2 separate regions of the Gossypium hirsutum genome follow, and region 2 is linked to region 1. Evidence: chromatin contacts called from public Hi-C data. All regions are on one chromosome and are shown on one strand. Each heading gives the region's core, a stretch centred on a gene start, on an enhancer-like site or on the middle of the called end of the contact. The rest is flanking DNA. Distances are from core to core; before and after follow the strand shown. Region 1 holds the start of LOC107900685. Region 2 holds the start of LOC107900678 (cyclin-dependent kinase F-4).

Region 1 (2,700 bases), core at 39-2,538:
GTAAGCCAGTTTCATTGCTCAGTACAATAATTAAATTCATTTGCACAGCGTGACCATGGAAATAAATAATCAAATAGCTTATTTCAGCAATAGAAATCAAATCAAATCAAATCAAATCAAATTGTCTGCTTTTCTCCATAGTAGATCATATTTTCTTTGGTTTACTAGCCAAGATTGTGCGGTAGTGCATGCAGGTATATTCAATTTACCATTGGTTAATATTGCAGAAGCTACTATTGATACATACCGTGGAGCATTTTTAAGAACTTCAAACTCTTCCTCTGTCGGTAAAGAACGTCCAAAAACATCTTTAGGTCTTGATTTCCGTTTCTCTTTAGTAGTAGCAACTCCACCGGGCAAAGATTCCGGCTGCCTGCAAGATGAAGCTAATAAATTGAGAAAGCCATTTCACAAATATGAAAATAAGCTTAAAATAAAGCAAGGAAAACACATGAAAAGTTTTATATTCAAATCAAAATTACATTGCTGTGGAAGGCACATCGGTAGAATGATCATCGGATACGTTGTTATGATCAGTTTTTTTCCTCTCATCAGCAATCTCGGCCGCTTTGGCACTTTCAGCATTATAACCAGGCGGACGAACATACATAAAGCTAACAGCTTTCATCATCTCCACCTAGGAATTCAATAAGGGTTTTCGGGTAATTTAGTCCACAAAAGAATGAAGATAGAAATCAAGGGCAACCACTTAGATAGGATCATATTCAAAACCTTTTCCTTCTCTTTTTTGGAAATTAGAGCCGTCTGGCGAAAGAATTCTTGCTCTTGGGCATACTGCATCAAAGTATAAGATAGAATGCTTAGTGCTAGGGCAAGTGAGAGAGAGAGAGAGAGAGAGAGAGAGAGAGAGTGGTAGAATAATAAATAAAAAGAAAGACCAACCTCGCGAGCGACTTCGTCGGCACGGCGCACGCGCTGGGCATGGGTCTGCTCAGCGATCCATTTGCGGCGTTGGTTAGGGTAGGAGAGGGGATGCCATGGTTTCTGGTTGAGATAGGAATGGCTCCAAGCAGTGCCGGCTTTTGTCTTGTAGTCAACTTCGGCGGAAGAGCCAGGCTTGTTGTCATCGGGGAACTTCTTTCTCAGCCTTATTCCTCCCCCCTCCTCTCCGATTCCATCCATCCTATCACTCGCTATTTTCTTCCTTCAATAAATTCGTTGTATTACCAAAATAGGAGTATCAGATTTCGTCGTCCTCTTCTACTTCCATTCCCAAATTTTCTAATATCTAGTACCAGATTCGGGACTTGGGATTGCCGGATCGGGCTGCCCCACCCACTCTTTATGGGCCTATCGATTATATGATTTTCCACTCTCCCCTTCTAATTATCAAATCAAGCCTGCTGTAGTTTTTCAAGCGTTCAATACTTTTAGGTTAATGGGCCTTCAAATTTTTTCAAAAAAAATTTAAGTAAGGCCTTGTACACCTAGTTAAGTCTTGAACTAGTAAAATTGATCGAATAAGATCTTCGACTAATATTGACAGTTACTTGTTAACGGAAATGATAATATGGTCAATTAATAGACGCCCACATCATCACCATTTACCAACGTGGTAGTGACACATCATCACTAGCCGTTAACATATCAGTTCCACATCATCACTAAAGGTTGACACGGCAGTGCAAAAATAAAAATTTTCAAATAATAAAAAACACTTAAAATTATTTTTTAAAATAAGTTCACGATGAATTTAGACAAATTGGTGTCCAGATTCATTTTGAAATTATAAAAAACATAAAAAACTATAAAAAAAATCATGAACATTTATAACAATTATTATAAATTAATTAAAAATTATAAAATTTTATCAAATTTATAAAAAAATAAATTTATTAAAAACTATAAAAAATTTAATAATGTATATTTAATCAAAATGGTTAGAAATTAATTAAAAACCACAAAACTTATTAAAATGAATTAAATGTTTTATAAAATTTTACAAAAAAATATTTTTCTTATTTTTATTATAGTATAGCTATTGATCATTAATTAAAAAAGCCATTGATGATTAATAAGGCCTAACATTTTAGAAGAACTTTTAATAGTTTACATGAGAGAAAAAATATCAATGTTTGATATACTTGGATATAAGTTATTTAATATAAATGAGAAAATAATTTTTGTAAAACTTTATGAAAAATAAATTATTTTTTATATAATTTTATGTTTTAATTAATTTATAACAATTTATAAATGATTTTTTCTAATTTTTTTGTGATTTTTAATAGTTTATTTTTTATAAACTTTATAAAAAAATTATTTTTTAATTAATTTCTAATAAGATTTTATTTTTTTTAATTTTATAAGTTTTTTTTAATTTTTTTTTATAATTCTAAAAAGAATCTAGACATATGGGTGTCCATTTTCAAATGAACTTGAACAACCATTTGTCTAGATTCATTGTGTATTATTTAAAATAATTTTAAAATATTCTTTATTTTTTAAAATTTTTTTATTTTTTCTAATGTGGCACTATCACATCAACGATAAGTAATGATGTGGTATTGTCATGTTAGCAAACGGTGCTGATGTGGCGTCTGCTAACGATCACGTCAATGGGTCTATTTAGCCAATTTTGTTAGTTCAAAAGTTCAATTGAGTGCAAAAGTTCGTAGGGGCTTAATTAATTTTTTAAAAAAGTGCAAGAGCCAAAAATGTCATTACGTCATATTGTTA
Region 2 (2,700 bases), core at 153-2,652, 140 kb after region 1:
GCATGAATTTAAATATCATAATATGTATATTTTTATTGGTTTTTATTAAAATAAAAAGACTAAAAAACCGTCTAATAATATAATTCTTTTTAATTACATAAAGACATTTCCATAGTTTCTTAATCAAGTCCGTTAAAGGCTTTATTAATAGTATAGATATTATATATATGCGCCAAAAACATATATTATTATTTATTAATATCAATGTAATAAAAATATTTCATAATTATTTTTTTATATTTTAAAGTAAATTTTAACTTAAACTCAAGTCAGTGGACCGATTTTAGATTACAATCATATATATTATTTAAAGTAAAATTTTCAATTAACTAGTGAAATATTCTTTTTGTGACGAGTGGTATTATTATTTGTGCAATAAATTAACATTTTTATTTGTTGTTATGAAGTACACCCCTTTTCGTATTATTTCGAAGTTACAATATGATCGTGTAAAATATGCAATAATTATTAATTACTGTATATTTGATTATAAAATATGGTAAGAAATAAATAAAATAAAAATTCCTATTATATTTAGATTATAAATATAATTACCAACTAACGGATTTATATAATATATTTTTATAAAATTTAGATATTTTATATATACATTTAAAAAATATTAATTTAAATTTAATTTATTTATCACCTATTTTGATAGCATTTAACGTTAATATCAATTAATTAGATTAAAAAGTTAGGCTATTAATGTTTTCTTGTACAATATATATTTTTCATTTAATAAGTTATTTTAAATTTTTTTTCTGTTTAAAAAAGTAAACATAGATTACAGAGACACTCACACTTATGGTTCTTACACCATAAATTATAACATATTTTAATTATTATATGGTCGATTTTAAAATTTAAATTTAACGAATTGAGTCTTAGTTTGATTGACATTGATATATTGTTAGTGCAGGAGGATATGAGTTCGAGTACGTTGAAATGTATTGTCCTCCTATTTAAGAATTATAAAATACTATAGATAATTCTAGATATTATATTAAAATGAATAGATATGATAAGAACGGTGTATATTACCTATTACAAATTTTACTTTTCTTTTTTTTTTAAAAAGTCAAAATTTGAATTTTCTTTGTATTTATAATTATAGAGTATTAGTTTTCATTTGAAATTTCCTAATGACAATTAGATGATTAGTTAAGGAAAAAAAGACGGAAATAAATTGATTAATATTATGGAAAGAAGAGAAGGAATAGGCGTAGGAGTCGTGGACGTTAGTTGTCCCAAATCCCAATCAAGAAGAGATTAGAAAATGATGACGGCATCCGACACCCACCGTAACATAAGAATAGAATAAAGCTTGAAAGTGATCGACCGACCGGGCCAATCGGGTCACTATAAATGGATGGAAATAATAACACCTTAAAAATAACCGCTAAAATAAAGCGGTTTCTTGGTTCACACGAGAGGGACTCCCCGATTCTCAAGTCTCTCCCACCCAAACATATCACAATAAATTAGGTATTCCACCTTTTATTTTTTCCCCCAAACACGCATGCAAATCGTTTTTCCTTATCTAATTCTTTTCTGACACACACACAAATTTCGAAGCTCTGGATTCCACCTCTTCCCGTCCTCGCCGACGGTGCTTATGCCGGTTGGTTTCCAGGTATCTAATTCCGTTTATTTTCACATGGATCTGATCTCATCCGATTTAATTTCTTCTTTTCTCTGCTCTGTGTTTTCTTTTTGGTTAGGATTAGATTAAGAGTTTTTTTCAATTCAAATGGATCTATTGTCTGTTATTTTTGTTTTGCGTTTTTGGTAATTTAATCTATTAGGTTTTGCTCTTTTTATTTTTGTCACGAAATTTCTGTAGTATTTAGTAATTTTTTTTCGTAAAATGTTCTGTTCCTGTTTCTATTTGGCGTGTTTGTCTCATATCCTATTTGTTTGGTTCATATACAGGGAATAGGAATTCTTTTTATTTATAATCAGGCATTGAAATTTTTTTAATGATATGATTGCTCGCTGCTAGTTATGCATTATTGCTTGAATATTGCTTGAATTTGATATAGCCTTTACTCCTTTATGAGGTTTCGCTTTCTAAGATGTATATACTACTCCACTTTTTGGGCATTTTTTGATGCCGTATGCTTAAATTAGGATCTCTGTTGACTCAAGTTTCCATCGATGTTATTTTAATGTTAGATTGCACCGGACTTGGATTTAAAGGGATTTAGCTTTCCTTTCAAGACATGGAGAAAGCCTGCTTCTGGTCAAATTGCAACCTTTTCCGGGTTTTTTTATTCCAAGAAGTACTTGACTGGCGGTTTATTGTCCATGGAGATTCTCTTTTGGTTTCTTTTGTCAATTGCACTTAGTGCCCAGTCTCCTCTTAATACTCAACACGGAGCCGCAATGAATTTTGTTTTCTAAGATAGGTGCTGGATCTTTAGCACACTTGTGTAAGTAAGCGTTTTTTATTCTCTGTTTGACAAAAGAATATGATAGGTAGGTTCTGAATGTTTCAATTGGCAGTGCATTGTTGATACAACATCCAGTCATGAGAAAACACCTTCCAGGTACACTATATATTCTCATATTTATCTTTTCTCAATCCATCAACGACCTATTCCTTTCCTAACCTTTATCATATTTTGTTTTTTTCTCTTCTATTATCACAGGGCTTGTAGTAATTGAGTGGAAGTTGCTTACTAAGCGTTAGCATTA

The links. A called contact is a pair of places that touch in the nucleus more often than the background predicts.
Region 2: a contact with region 1 is called in a Hi-C map of leaf, with 2.4 times the contacts expected there. The contact joins the promoter of LOC107900678 here to the promoter of LOC107900685 in region 1. A contact is called at or near these places in 9 of 34 Hi-C or Micro-C datasets (callus, leaf and petal).

Annotation. Positions count from the first base shown.
Region 1 is chrD08:54,996,890-54,999,589 of Gossypium_hirsutum_v2.1, forward strand. It overlaps LOC107900685, which reads right to left and starts at 1,289. Exons shown (of 7, transcript XM_016826368.2): 1 at 904-1,289; 2 at 733-795; 3 at 483-637; 4 at 248-373. The coding sequence starts at 1,143.
Region 2 is chrD08:55,141,428-55,144,127 of Gossypium_hirsutum_v2.1, forward strand. It overlaps LOC107900678 (cyclin-dependent kinase F-4), which reads left to right and starts at 1,403. Exons shown (of 20, transcript XM_041098426.1): 1 at 1,403-1,488; 2 at 1,579-1,636; 3 at 2,179-2,435; 4 at 2,509-2,552; 5 at 2,655-2,700.